Regions from separate parts of the Phocoena phocoena genome. Here region 2 is linked to region 1. Evidence: chromatin contacts called from public Hi-C data. All regions are on one chromosome and are shown on one strand. Each heading gives the region's core, a stretch centred on a gene start, on an enhancer-like site or on the middle of the called end of the contact. The rest is flanking DNA. Distances are from core to core; before and after follow the strand shown.

What was found. Hi-C and Micro-C count contacts between places; a contact is called where the count stands out from the background.
Region 2: a contact with region 1 is called in a Hi-C map of lung, with 9 times the contacts expected there. The contact joins the promoter of CBX6 here to the promoter of CBX7 in region 1. A contact is called at or near these places in 2 of 2 Hi-C or Micro-C datasets (kidney and lung).

What each region holds. Positions count from the first base shown.
Region 1 is chr11:9,392,644-9,400,282 of mPhoPho1.1, forward strand. It overlaps CBX7 (chromobox 7), which reads left to right and starts at 2,841. Exons shown (of 6, transcript XM_065887709.1): 1 at 2,841-3,091; 2 at 5,320-5,363. The coding sequence starts at 3,023.
Region 2 is chr11:9,525,275-9,532,913 of mPhoPho1.1, forward strand. It overlaps CBX6 (chromobox 6), which reads left to right and starts at 4,151. Exons shown (of 5, transcript XM_065887557.1): 1 at 4,151-4,219; 2 at 4,400-4,443; 3 at 4,598-4,663; 4 at 4,806-4,872. The coding sequence starts at 4,151.

The DNA.
Region 1 (7,639 bases), core at 1,591-4,090:
ATTCTGGTTATTGATTAATTGTGCCTTCTCTCTTCTTTCTTGATCAATTTCACCAGAGGGTTGTCAATACAACTAGTGTTTTCAGAGAAATAATGTCTGCTTTTGCTGATCCTTTTCATTATTTTCTGCTCTTAACTTTACTCTGTCCTTCCTTTTGTTTTCTTTGGTGTACTGTTCTTTTTCTAGCTTCTTGAGATGGGAGCTTACTTATTACTTTCAGCCTTTGCTCTTTTCTAACACAAGCATTGAAGGCCATAAACTCCCCTTTAAGTCGTGCTTTAGCTGTATCCTATAATTTTTAATATGTAATATTTCCATTCTCATTCAGTTAAAATATTTTCTTATTTCCATCATGAGTTCTTTTTTGATCCATCTCTTATTTAGAAACACACTTCTTAACTTCCAAACATATGGGGCTTTTGAAGTTATCTTTTTGTTATTAATCTCTGGCTTATTTGTGCTATGGTCAGAGAATGTACTCTATATGATTTCAGACTTTAGAAATTTCTCGAGTTTCACTGTTTTTGCAAATATTTCATATGCCTTGAAAAGGAGACTATTCTGCAGATGTAGCCATGGTGTTCTGTAAAAGTCCACTAGTCAAGTTTCTTATTATTATCCTTATTGAATATATTTCTGCTTATTCTGCCAATTACAGAGGGATGCGTTTTTAAATCTCCCCTTATAATTGTGGATTTGTCTATTTCTCTGTGTAGTTCTCTTCTTCATGTTTCTTATATTTTAAGACTATGGTATTCACATACAAATTTGAAATTGTTCTATCTTTCTGGTCAGTTGGACCATTTTCATTTTGAAGTAACCTTCTTTATCTCTAGTGATGTTTTTTTCTGATACTAAAATACCTGCCCCAGCCTTCTTTTCGTTAGCCTTTGAATGATACATATTTTTTTTTTACCGTACATTTACTTTCACCCTTTCAGTATCCTCATGTTTTGGAAGTGTCTCTTGTGGATGTCTCTTGTAAATTGCATGTAGGTGGATTTTTATCCAGTCTGATAATCTTCTTGTTTTAACTACAACATTTAGTCCACTTGCATTTATTGAATTATAGTACATTTGAATTTATAACTGTCATTTATTTGTCCCACCTGTCTTGTATTTCTTTTTCTCTCCATTCTTGCTTGCTTTAGGATTGATTGGATTGATGTTCTCATTCTATTTCCCCCCTCTAATAATCTGGCTAAATATTATTGCATTTTCATTCTTTTTGTTTACCCTGGTAATAGCAACGTGCAGTCTTAACTCATCAAAGTCCAAGTATATTTGATATCCGTTTTCGTTTTCCTCCTGAGGAATAGAAGGATCTTGGAACACTTTAATCCACTCACCCAAGTTCTGTGCCATTGTTGTTGTGTATTTTAATTCTATTTTTATCCAGAAGACATTGTTATTGTTTTATATTATCAATGTTCTTCATTGTTCTTTATTCCCTATTGCATCAGACCTCTGTCTGTGATCATCTGCCTCCTGCCTTTAGTCCTTCCGTTGGAATTTCCTTTAGGGACGGTCTGCTAGCGTCAAAGTCTTAGTTTTTGTATTTGTAAGTGTTATTTCCCCTCGTTCTGGAAAGACATTTTCACTGGGTACATAAATCTCGAAATAAAATTTCACTAAATTTCTCTCAGGGCTTTGGATGTATCATTCTACTGCCTTCGGGCTGGCTTCCGTTGCTCCTGATGAAAAGTCAGTGTAAATCTATCTATCTTTTTTTTTTTTTTTTTCACCTGTACGCCCGACAGAGGCGTACAGGGGAACAGGAACCTGTGGAAGGTTTTTAAGCACTAGGGTGACCCAGTTAGATGTGCATTTTAGAAAGCGGGCTCTGGCACTGTGGACACAGTCTCAGAGGGGATGGCAGTGAGAAGGTTGTTGCTGCGATCAAGAGAAAGGACAAGGGGTGTAGAGGGGAGGAAGTCAGAGAGGCAGGACTTGGGGTCCACGCAGGCAGGCGGTGGGAGCCGGAGGGGCACGGATGACTCGGGTTCCTCCTAGTGAGGATGAGTGGTGGCGCGGCAGAGAAGACAGAACGAGGTTGGAGTGAACGGGGAAAATGAGATGGTCCCGGACCTCAAGATCCATTCATCCCACAAACAGTCGAACACCTACTACATGCAGAGCGCCTAGCGCGTGTGACTGGGGACTTGGGGCTGCGTGGCAGCGAAATCTGTCCCGCTGTGCACCTTAGATCTGCCACGGCCACACCTGCCGCCAAGTACTGCCTAGCCGGGGCCCTCGAGGCAGCGGCCGCGCGATTCGGGCGTCTCAGCACGACCGGCTACAGACGGACGGACGGAAGGATATACGTGGAGGCGCCTGCTCAGGGCTGGCAAACCACGTCGCTCCGGAGCCCGGATCTAGAGAGACCACTGTACTGAGACAGCTTGGGAAACCTTGGCCGTCCCCGCCCTCCTGCCGCCCAAGGGTCCGCGCCGCGACCCCTCTATCCTTTGTGGGAGGTGAGGCAAATGGCCTCCCCGCTCTGCCCATGTTCTCATCTGCCCAACCGGGGCCATGCCGTTTCCGGCCCCTCAGAGTCACCGGGAGGACTTTAGGAAACGCGTCTGTGTATTAAGATCTCGTCCCACCCGACCGGCGCCGGCGCCAAATAAGTCCCGCGTGCTAGCGGATCCCGAGAGCCGCGCGCTACTGACGGCCCAGGCGGGGCGGAGCTCCAGAGGGGGCGGGACCAAGAGGGGGCGGAGCCTATTAAGGAGGGGCGTGACCTGCCCGGCAAGAGCCGAGCCCCCGCTCCGCCCCCGCCCCGCGCGCTCGCTCGCCGGCTCGCGCGCGCCGAGGAAAACGTTGCGCAGGTTCAAAAATGGAACGTCGGCGGCGTGAGGGAGCGCAAGGGGGTGTGCGCGCGTGCGCGTGCGCGTGCGCGCCCGGGCGAGGGTGACTGGGACCCCGCCGGCCCGAGCATCGCGCGCCGCAGCCGCGGCCCCGCAGCTCCGCCCCCGGCCCGGCCCGGCCCGGCCCCGGGCCCGCTCGCCCGCCGCCCCGCATGGAGCTGTCAGCCATCGGCGAGCAGGTGTTCGCCGTAGAGAGCATCCGGAAGAAGCGCGTGCGGAAGGTGAGGCTGCCCGGGGGCGGCTCCCAGGACCCCTATGGAGTCCCCTCCTGTCCCCAGCACTGTCCCCTCCGCGCTGGAGGCGAGGGAGAAAGTGGAGCGGGGGTGGGGGGTGGGCAGGCAGCCCCGCGCTGCCGGACTCGTATACCCAGCCCGTGCCTCAGTTTCCCCCGCCACCTTGTAGAAAGAGTAGAATAAAAGTTGTCGCCCCAGGATGCTGGGGGCAGCTGAGTCCGCCAGAGCTAGAGGTTAGGATCGGACTGTAGGGATCCTGAACGCCATCCTTTCTCATCCTCCCCTCATTCTAAATATGGGGAGACTGAGGCCCGAGTTGAAGAAACGGCTTGCCTAGTGTGTTCGCGTCGGAGCTGGGTCTCGAACTCAGGACTCTGGACTCTTGGTGCCAAGTCCTTTGAAGTTGGAGGCGGAGCTTTGGAAAAGCGTCCTCCCGCCTCTTAAGTTTAACTGCTGGACTTCGATCCCCTCCACATCCCCACCTCCATGTCTCTCCCCCACTTCCAGTGCACACCCCTCTGTCTTCCCCTCCCCACCTCCCAGCCCCGCCCGGCCGGCTCAGTGGAGCCGCCTACGGCGCTGGGGCATCCTCAAAGCTCCTCCCCCTTTGCCTTCGCCTCCAAAACATACACCCTGCAATTTAAGGAGGCGTCTGTTCTGCTAGGTTCTGTCCCCGCGCCTCGGGCCTGGACTTTGGCCGTGCACATTTCCTGTGCACACGTCTGCAAAGTGGTCTGGCCCCAGACTGGAGGTTGGAGATGGAAGGCTTTGGGGAAAGTTCCTGTCCCGGCACTCACCACTATCCTTTTCCCTTATCTCCTCCCTGCAGCCCCATGGGAGGCTCTAGCGGCAGGGCTGGGAGGGGTCTTAGAGTTCACCTCCTCCCATTTGACGAAGGCACAAACTGAGGCCCTGGCTGGGGAAGTGACCTGGTCAAGGTCACACAGCAAGTTAGAGATGGGTGTAGAGCAGGAGCTCCAGTTGGCTGTTTGCCAGCTCATCTTTCAAGAGAGAAAACTCAGTCCCAGCATCTTGGGTGACATCTAAGGGTGACAGTCAAGGTGGGCCATGACCTTTTCTTCCCCAACTCCAATGGGGTTGAGCTCTGTCTTCAAGTTGGGGCTGCCCCTCCTCCTCCCTTCCCTCAGGGTTTCCTCGATTTGAATTTGTTCCTCAAAGCCCCATGTTTTCCATGCAGTGTAGCCTCAGCAGGTACAGTAATTACTCCCTTCTACATGGGGCCTGAGGGGTAGTGCCAGAGAGTGCGAAGCATCATTCCTTTCGCCATTCATTCAAAATATATTTATTGAGTATCTCTGTGCACCAGGCACCATTCTAAGCCCCGGGGAGGGAGCTCCTTCCCTCGTGGAGCTGCCATTTTGGCAGCGGAGACACACAGTGAAAGAGGAAATAAATATAGATGCTTTCCAAGGGGGCCGTGTGCCACACAGAAAGAGAACTACTGGAAGACGGGAGGGAGGGTGTTGGGAAGGGTGGCCAGGGCAGGCCTCTTTGAGGAGGTGACATATCTTGGTCTTCAAGTTCCAGTGTGGAGGGGTATCACCCATCAGATGGAGTTGGACTGGGAACTTTTAAAGGCCCCTGTCACCTTTGAGGAAGGGAGGAATCTGCCTCTGTTTTCTAACTACTGGAGGGGCGATCACCCTTTCTCAAGGTGGAGACTTTGTCAGCCTTCTCCGGGGTCCTGCCAGGTTCTTTTGACTTGAGAGTGAGTTGAGTCTTGGAGTCACTAGCCTGTCACCTCTGGCCCAGAGGCAGCCTCTCACAGGGAGGGGGCTGATGGGGCTAGAGCCATGTGGGACATGCCAGGGAGGAGTATTCTAGGACTTGGAGAGTCTTCTAATCGAAAAAGGAAAGAGAATTATGGTGTTAGCACCGGGACACTGGATCTTTGGCCACGCACATCCCCACACGGTCTGTTTCCCCACACGTGACATGGGCTCCAAGCTTCTGCCACAGGAACCCCAGAGGTGTTTGGGGCCCAGTGCACTCCTGTGTTCTAGTAGGGAGGACCGTCTGGGGAGGTCAGTTTGAGGATCTCTGGTTGATGGGGATCTTGTGGGGAGCGTCCCTGACAGTGTGTATGTGTTGGGGGACTTCTGTCCGCAGAGGGGATTGGGCCTTACTGTCGTGCAAGTGGTCGTAGGGGCATCTGTGTATCTCACTGTGTCTACTTCTTCTCTCTTTCTTCCCAGGGTAAAGTCGAATATCTGGTGAAGTGGAAAGGATGGCCCCCAAAGTAAGGCTTCTTTGTGTGTTTCTGTCTGCCTACCTGTACATCCTTCCATCCACCTTTTACCCTTTCTCCTGCCTCACTTTTCACTCCAGCTGCTCTAGTAATTGGCCAGCAGACCTTGATTAATCATCCTCTTCTCTGGGCCTCAGTTTCCCCTCTGCCAGCTGAGGGGCTTGGAGCACATGAGGGTGAAGGTGGGCCCCAGCTTCTCTTCTCATGGGCCCCATTCAGAGTTGCACTCCACCTTCTGGTGGCACCCTCTGCTCCCCTGCTTCTGGCCTTTCCCGGCACCTAGGAGGTGAAGGCCCATCATCTTGGCTTCAGAGATGGCTGCCTGCAAGGTGGAGGGGCACTCAAGCTGCAGCAAGTGCAGTGCCGGGTGGGGGTTTGTGTGGTTGGGCAAGACAAGTCTAGCCAGTGGGGCACGAGTCCTCAGTGCCATACAGCTAGGGACAGAGCCCGCCTTTGGACAGCACTCTCCAGTCTACAGAGCAGGCTCCTGTACAGCCTTGTGAGGCAGCTGTGGTCCTATCTCTAAAGATGAGGAAACAGGCTCAGAGAAGGTAAGCAGCTTGCCTTAGGTCACACAGCAAGTGGAGGCAGAGCTGAGAGTTGAACGGGGCCTCTCCATCTTCAGGTATCACTTCTGTGCCTCCTCCATCTCCCAGTTGCGGGGCCAGGGAGCTGGGTCTAGGACCTCTCCCAGTTGCCCCGCCTCTCCGCTGAGGCCCAATCAGGAACCTTCTCACCAACCAATCACCTCCCAGCAGGGAGTTGTTGGGGGAGGGGAGGGAAGGAGCAGGTCGTGGGGCCTCCCCATTGGTCTGTGGGTGCCCCACCTCCCAGCCCTGCCTCCTAGAGACTGACTCCTGGAATCCCCCTCTGTCCAGAGCCCCTGCTGTCTGTGCCAGGGGCTTTCTGCTGTGCTGGTGTTGGGGGCTGACCTGGTATTTGGGTCCTGGGAGTGTCTTGGACACGCGGTGGTGAGAAACAGCAGAGAGGAAGACCGGCCATGCTGCCTCAGCTTCTCTCTCTGCAAAATGGGTTCAGTAGTCCAGGCCCTGCTCTCTTCTCACAGGCTCCTTCACTTTGTGGGGTGAAAGGCCTGGGAGTGTGTTCAGGATGGCCTGCAGGCATCCTGATGATTAGGGTTGGTGGCTGGTTAACCAGATAATGCATTCGTCCATTCCTGCTGCCCCTTCCCAAACCCCCTGGGACTGAAGGATAATCCCTTCCTCCACTGGGCAGATGAAGGTGGGCTTCTGGTCTGGGTGAAGGGGCTGGTAAGAGGAGGTGGAAAGCTAGAAAAAGAAGATGTTCAAGGTGGGCATACTCCCTGGGTACTCACTCCTCTCTTAGCTTCCGTGCCAGAAGGCACTGCGTCCCAGTGGGACACCAGCCTGTTGGCCTTCAAGGCACCGTTGGCTATTTTTCCTGCTCTGTAGACTCCCTTCTCTAAACAGAGGTTTTTATCTATTTAAAGTTCCTTCCCCCACTTTTATTAATCCTGAATGAATACGCCTGCCCATCAGAGCTTCAGTCAGGGGAAGGACCTGGCATTCCAAGAGCAGTCCCTCCATGGTTCTCCTGGCCTGTGCCCCCGAACCTGGGGCCCACTTGTTTCCTAACATGCTGAGACCACCAGATGGGCCCTCATGACTGCTTTTTGTGACACTCCCCGCTCCAAGGGAGTTCTGGAAGCCCTGTTTGGCCAGATGACCTGGGGCATTTCTGGCTCCCCTATACTTTGATCCTGGGTTCCTGGCCTGGCTCACAGCTAGACAGCTGGGGGCCCTTTAGCAAGTCCCCAACATGGCAGGACCTCTGCTTCCATCTCCAAATTGGAATAAATCCTCCAGTACAACAGTGTTGTGAGGATTAGATGATGGATATAGAGTACCTGATGCATGCTTAGCCCAGACCAAGCACTTAGTGAACGTTTGCTATTAATAGTAAGTTACACAGCTCAGGCTTCTAGGTCTCCCCTCAGCTGGGAGAGGGGTCTGGGGGCGTCTACTCCTCACAGGAGCCCAAAGCAGCCTTAGCAATCATTGAGATCAGTCCTCTCATTTTTCAAATGGGGAAACTGAGGCCCAGACAGGGGAGTTATATACAGTAATATAACTGCCAACCCGGTGCAGCATGGTGCCCACTTTATGTCATCCACTGTGCCACCCCGCTTCACTTGGGGGAAAACAGGTTCAGTCACAGGGAGAATCAGGAGAACCAGGGCTCCTTTGTAACCCACTTGGTCTTCAGTCTCTCCTCCTCAGGGGGCC
Region 2 (7,639 bases), core at 2,901-5,400, 130 kb after region 1:
ATGGATGTAGAACTTAAGTTTTGTTCATCTCAGCATCTTCCGTGTTTGGGTGGAAACCCAATATCCTCAACAGTTAAGTGGCATAATAATAGTATCTACCTCATACGATTATTCTGAGAATTCAATTATTTAATATCATATGTAAAGCACTTGGAGGAATCCTTGAAACACGATGAATGCCACGTGAAGTGTTTGGTGTTAGTTTTGACCAATGCAGTTTCAGTTTCTAGAACTGATCCAATAAACTGAGTTTCAGTGGAAGAAAAACTTGTATATACATTGTGTGTGTATGTATGTGTATTTCTCTAGCTATGAGCTGGTCTAGGGCATATACATACACTCCCACTATCACATACCTACTATGTGCCAGACAGAGCTCCAGGTGCCATACTTATGTTATCTCATTATCCTCACAATAAACTTACAAGATAGGCATGGTTACCCCCATTTTACAGATGAAGAAAACTGAGGCTCAGAGAGGCTGACAACTAAAAGCTGCACAGCTCACATCACATCTGTTTGCACCTTCATCCCTCTGTGCACCTCAGTTCCTAGAGCCCAACACAGGGATGGAAGGGGACACTCAGTGGTGTTTTCTGGGTCTGAATCCACACGTATGTTATAGGGTCAAACTTACTCTTAAATAATCCCTTCAAGGTGGGGAGGGATAAATGGGAGGTGGAGATCAACATACACACACTATTATATATGAAATAGATAACTAATAAGGACCTACTGTATAGCACAGGGAACCCTACTCAGTACTCTGTAATGACCTATATGGGAAAAGGATCTAAAAAAGAGAGGGTATATGTATATGTGTAACTGATTCACTTTGCTGTACAGCAGAAAGTAACACAACATTGTAAATCAACTGTACTCCAATAAAAACTAAAAAAGAAAGAGAAAGAAAAAGAAAAATCCCTTCAATGGCCCATTCATGTATCCAACAAATATTTATTGAACACCTTGTGGTGTTGGACCAAATCTCAGACTGTGGAAGAGGTGGAAGGGACTTTCTCTCATGGAAGCTCTTGCTTTACTCACCCCTCTACCTGGGATGTCTTTCTCATTCTTCACTAGCTGGCAAACTCCTCTTCATCTTTCAAGTTCCAAATTAAATGTCCCCACCTCTGAGAAGCCTTCCCAGCCTCCCTTCCTCCAGGCAGTGGGCTGTTCCCTTAACTAGTACGATGGTTCATTTTATGTCAGCTTGCCTGGGCTACGGGATGCCCAGATAGCTAGTAAACATTATTGCTCGCAGGTCTGCATTAGATTCAGTACACCAAATAAAGAGGTCCACTCTCACCAATGTGGACAGGCACCATGGTATCCACTGAGGGTCTGAATAGAACCAAAAGGCAGAGGAACGGCAAATTCCCTCTCTTTTTGAGCCCGGACATTCATCCTCTCCTGCCCTCACACACTGGAGTTCCTCACACCCTTAGACTTGGGGACTTATACCAGCAGCCCCTGGTTCTCAGGCCTTCTGCTACCAGATTCCCTGGTTCTTTAGTTTGCAGACAGTGGACTTCTTAGGTCTCTATAACTATGTGAGCCAATTCCTATAATAAATCTCCTCTTACATATCTCTACGTATATCCTATTGGTTCTGTTTCTGGAGAACTTTGACTAATACATCTAGACTCCCAGGGCATCCTATACCTGCTGTTTGTGGCAGGTTGAATAATGCTCCACCCACCCAAAGACATCCACATTCTAATTCCCAGAACCTATGAACATGATACCTTATATACCCTATGTAATATGTTACCCTATGGTGAAAAGGACTTTGCAGACAAGGTAAGGAAGGGTGTCGAGATGGGGAGATTATCCTCGATTATCTGGATGAGCCCGATGTAATCACAAAGGTCCTTGTGAGAAAGAGGCAGTTGGTCAGTCAAGGGAAGGCAAAAGTAAATACTAGAGTGACGCAGCCATGAGCCAAGGAATGCCAGCAGCTGCTAGAAGCTGGAAGAGGCAAGGAATGGGTTCTCTCCCTAGAGCCCAATGACACCAACTTGGGACTTCTGATCTCCAGAACTGTAAGATAATACATTTGTGTTGTTTCGAGCCACTGAGTTTGTGGTACCATTACAGCAACCATAAGAAATGAATACATTTTTTATTCCAGCACTAATCCCACTGCATAGCAGTTACCTTTCTCACCTGAGAGCTCCTCAAGCCTGGGGCACCTTTGTTTCTGACAGTTTAACACAAAGCCTCAAAAAGGGCTCACGAAAGCTGCCGAATGAACTAACAAATGGATTGATGCTTACCTGCTATCATCCGGCTGCCTGTGTCCCTCAGCCTGAGAACACACACACACACACACACACACACACACACACTCATATCCACATAGCTTACCTGTTCATCCACCCACACCACCCCGAGGAGGGCAGCTCTATCCTTACACAGGAGCCCACTTTGGGCTGGCCAGCAAATAGCTATCTCTCAAGAGCATGCCGATTTTCAGGGGGGAGGGGGATTTCTCCCAAGGTAATAACTGGACAAATCAGCAGACATGCAGGAGTGAGAAGCAGAAATTTTGACTTGAAACCACAAGAATTGGTGTTGCACCACAGACATGTAAAATTCCTCCTTTCCAATAAATAAATAAATAATGAGCGCAAGAGACACCCCCGAGCCTTACCACATTCCCGTTTCTCTCCACCTCCGTCGCAACCCCACCACAGCCACTAAAATGTTGGGGAAATCTGTACTTAGTGACACCAAAAGCGGTCCACTTTATCTCATAAAGAGAGACAAATGGATTCCAGCTAGTGTGATATGATCCCATTTTGCTAAAAAGAAAGAATTTAAATATATCTATATCATCTATATACAGTGTATATATGTGCATATATGTGTGTGTTTATATAGGCATAGGACAGAGGCTGCAAGAAAATCCGTGAAGAGGTTAACGGTTTGATGGAGATTACAGACGGTTGCTTTTTTTCCTACTTTTAAAAAAATTTACAAAGTACAGGACTGTTGGTGTGATTTAAAAAAAAATAAAGTTTAAATAATACAAAATAAAAGAAATGGAGCGTTTTGTGTGGCAGGGCTACTTTGCGTCCCTTCCAAGACAGCCTAGGTCTCCCAGCCCCTCCCCAAATAGGAAGCTGGGCTCTGGTCTCCCCGTGAGCAATGGCGGAACCATTAGAGGAACTGTAGGGGGCAGGAGGGTGACGCGGCACGGGGCCTGGGAATTAGAAAACATACAGACGTGACCGCGAGGGCGGCTTCTGCCGAATGACCCAAGGATGACCCGCTTCGGGCCCAATCTGGTATGTGGGGAGTTCGTTGTCACCCCGCGGCCTCTCTCTTCCGAACCTCCCCACGGCCACATCTTCCTCGCTGCGTCTTCACCCGACCTCCCGGGCGAGGGCAGGTGCCGCCCAAGACCCCGGCAGAAAAACAGATGCAAAGGATCACCCCGGCCTTCCTCGGCCCCATTCACTGCCTCCCCCACCCTTTCCTGCGGTGGCGTTTTTGTTTTAATTCATCTGAACTGGTTACAAAACCACACTCCCACGAATACATAAATAATGGATAAGGGGTGGGGTGGGGGGCAATGTTTTAAAGAAATTCCCGCAGGGCCTGGCCAGGCAACAGCAAATGCATTTCTGCTGTATCATATTTAACTGTTTGCAAACTTCTGCTGGAAGGATGAGCAGCGGCTGCAGAGACTCCACTGCCCTTCCCCGCCCGGGGCCGGGAGAGACTTGCAAGGCAGGATTCAGAGGGAGAAGTTGTCAGCTCGCGGGGGCCGAGAAGATGCAGAGGGGAATGAGAAAGTGTTTGTAAGATTGCACCGCCCCCAGCCCGGCTTCGCGCAGGCCAAGCATCTCCCTCCCGGCCTCCGGGCCCGCTTCCCCCAACCAGGCTAGGCCCCTTTAAGAACCAGCGCGCGCCCCCGCCCCGCGTGCGCTCACTTTCCCTAGCAACCGCCCCGGGGGAGGAGAAGGTCCTGGCAACGGCGCGCCAGCCCAGAGGGTCACGTGATGGCCCGCAGCTGGAACGCGAGCGCGCGCCCCGCCGCGCTCCCGCCCGCCGAGCCTGGGCGCTGTGGCGCGTGCGCGAGCGGTGCAGCACCGGCCGCGGGAGCAGGGAGTATTATGGGCTGTGGGTGCCGCTGAGCAAGATGGAGCTGTCTGCAGTGGGCGAGCGGGTCTTCGCGGCCGAATCCATCATCAAACGGCGGATCCGAAAGGTTAGCCGCCTCCCAGGGCGGGACGCCTAGCCCCGCAGCCGGTCCCCAGATCCGCGGGCCATCGGGGCGAAGCGGTCCCGCTAACCCGGGCTTTCTCGCCCACCCCCGCGCAGCCGCCTCCTCGCGTCCCCGCATCTTCCCCACCCCCACTCCCCCCTTTTTTCCTTCTCTGTTTTTCAGGGACGCATCGAGTACCTGGTGAAATGGAAGGGGTGGGCCATCAAGTGAGTGTCACGGGATCCAGGGGTGAGGGGGGAAGGGAGGCAGCGCACACCGGGGCCTTTTTTTTTCCCTTGGAGGGTGCGCACATTTGCTCCCTGGCATGTGTCTCTGGCTCCCTCGTTTTCTTTTTTATTTTGTGCATGCGTAACTCGGCAGGTACAGCACTTGGGAGCCGGAGGAGAACATCCTGGACTCGCGGCTCATTGCAGCCTTCGAGCAGAAGTGAGTTTGGGAAGCTGGCAGGGGCGGCGGGGCTGAGGCTCGGTTGGGGCGCCGCGCGGGGAAGCGGGAGAGCCGGGGAGGGCAGCGCGGAGTGGGGCCCAGGAAGGGGCTCTTTTTAACCTCTGGCGTTTCTCGGCCGCAGGGAGAGGGAGCGTGAGCTGTATGGGCCCAAGAAGAGGGGACCCAAACCCAAAACTTTCCTCCTGAAGGTAACCTGGCCCAGCCCCAGCAGGCCCCTCTCGGGCCCCCAGCCCGGGCGCAACACGGGGCCTGCAGGGGAGGGACAGATCCGCGGCCGCCCAGGCGGGCGGGTCTTTCCAGAGGGGCCCCAGCTGGGCAAGGGGTGGTTGTGAGCCCCCGAAGAGCCCCTGGCAGCAGGCCCTGGCCAGCTCCAGCTTCAGCAAGAGGGGCCTGGGAATGGGGACAAGGGGGAAGGATAATCCTCGCTGACAAAACCAGGGTCTGGGGAGGCCAACAGGAAGGGGATGGGTGAGGCAGGTGGGGTGCCCATCTGAGGGGGTGGCAGGGAGGGGTGGCTTCTGCACGTGAGAGCCCTCATCTCCCCCAGCCTTGAGCTGGTAGGGCTCTGCCTGGAATTAGAACCCGGGGGAGGGTGAATTTGGTCTCCCTCATCGTGGGGAACAGGGAGAGGCTTTGGGTGGGGGGCACCTGCCTCCCTGCCCGCAGCTTCCCTCACTCAGGATTTGTTCTGTATGCCTCCCCTCCTGACAGAGGGATCTAACTTGAATTTGACCTTAAATCACTTCACTTTGAGTTTTATCACCCAGGCTGGGCCACTGGTTCTCAGTTTTGCCCACTTCTGGCTGTCTCTGGAGGCTCTAACGAGGATGGAGAGTGGGAGAGTAAAAGCAGGGCACGTTAGCCTCGGCAAGGGAGGGCGACCTAGCTCCAGAGGAAGCCATCTTAGAGGTTTTTTGGTGTTTATTTTATTTTTTTTAGTGAGAAAGAACAGAGTCTGGGAAGGGAAGGTGAGATGACCCAAGGTGGCAGGCAAGGCTGCAGGAGGGCCTCCGTGGGCAACCATAGTCCCCCCCCCCACTAGTGCTAAGGTTGTCTCAGGGCCCCTTCCCACCCCGACAGCCTGTGACTTTGTGGCAGTTGGCACGGGAAGGGCAGGCAGGACTCTGCAGAAAAGAGGCTGTGCACAATGCAGAACTCAGAATCTCCAATTTGTCCTAAAGGCTCAAAGCCCAATTTGGGGGGGCTCTCCAGCTCCCCACCCCCCAAAAGAACTGTGCAGAAGTGAAAGAAATAATGGTTTCCAGAATTACATATTTCTGTGACCCTTGTCGCCAAATTACACACATCTTAGGGGATCTATGGAGTAACCTTAACTCTTGACGCTTCTTCGGAGGGATGGGGCAGAGCAGCTGGAGGGCCAGTGGGCTGTGTGACAGCGTCTCAGTGCAGCTGGAGTGCCCTCTAGCGGGGAAGTGAGTAATGACCATGAGCATTGATTCACAAAATGCTTTTCTTTTTTAATAGCTGTATCTCCTGAGCTGGCTATGGGCCTAACACAGTGCTGACCCCCACATGGATTATCTCCTTTAAATCTCTCAACAATCCCATGAAGTAGGGAATATTATCCCTATTTTGCAGATGAGAAGATCAAGGCCCAGGGAGGGGAGGGGATTTACCTGAGCTCCCGCCACCCAGCTTCCTGGCTTCATCATGTCTCCTTTTCTTAACCCTGTCCCTCAGAGAGTGCACGTCAGGTTAAGGGAGCAAGGTGGACACACACACATACACACACAAAAAGGAAACTATGAAGGCTGTAGAGTTGGTGGGGCAGGGGATGCTGAGGCAGATGAGAGAACCTTGATCTGGACCTTAAAAACAGATAGCATGAGAGAGAGAGATATTTGCAAGGGGTGATGGAGATCAGCTTGGTCTGAACCCATTGCTCTGTGGGTCACCAAGAGGCCAAGTGTGTATAGTAAACATATTACACTCAGATAGCACTCACTTTCCGCAGGGAACTATTCTGAAGAGAACAGGAGCCCCTGAGGTAGGTTGCATTATCCCCATTTTGTAGATAGAAAAACTGAGGCCAGAGAGGTTAAATAACGTGCCCGTGGTCACAGAGAGTGAGTGGTAGAGTCCAGGTCTTTAACCTTCCACGTTATCTATGTATAGTACATGCCAACCCCTCAGAGCCATGCCTGTCACACAGTCAGAGTGCAATAAATGCCTTGGGCTGTGGTACCAGTTTTAATCCACAGGCAGACCCAGGTCCCACCTTCAAAGAATTCTCAACCTGGGGAGAAGAGAGGAGGAGGAAGGGTGAACCAGCCCGTTTTAAAAAATACTAATAATGTTTAGACATTATAAAGTAAGAAATAGTTTTGTAGAAAGGCTGGAAACCATACATTAGAAAAGATGACTGCTCATAAGCACCTGCCCCGCCCCTTGGATAGTCTAGTATTCTTCGAGTGCTTGCTGTGTGCCAGGCATTGTGCTAACCAGGTAACATACACTGTGGTCAGAGGAGGCCCACTAAGCCGGGGTTTCATCCTGGATCTGGTGTTTGCCTTGCCTGCGCTCTTTGCCAGTCCCCAGGGGCCATGCATCACTGCTGGACTCCGGCAGAACCATACTTACAGAGGTTCCGCTCAGACAGCATGCAGAGAGAATAACCACCAACCCCTGGGGATCAGAGTGGGGAATCCCCTAAACTCCATGGGGGACGAACCTGCAAAAAGCCCTTGTTGCCATACCAAGGGAAGGCTGGCTTTCCCCTGCCTTTGTCTGGGAAGGGGTGTGAGGGAACCAGTCCCTGGCTCCACTGGCTCGGGGCAGGAGGAGCTGGCAGCCCTGGCACAGGGTAGATCGGGCCCACGTGTGCTGCCACCTAGTGGCTGGAGGGATGGTTAACTAAGCCACCCCAGGAAACCCCCAGCAGGGCTGGGAGGACCATGTGGCAGTAAAGTGTGCCTCTCCTACATTCTAAATGAC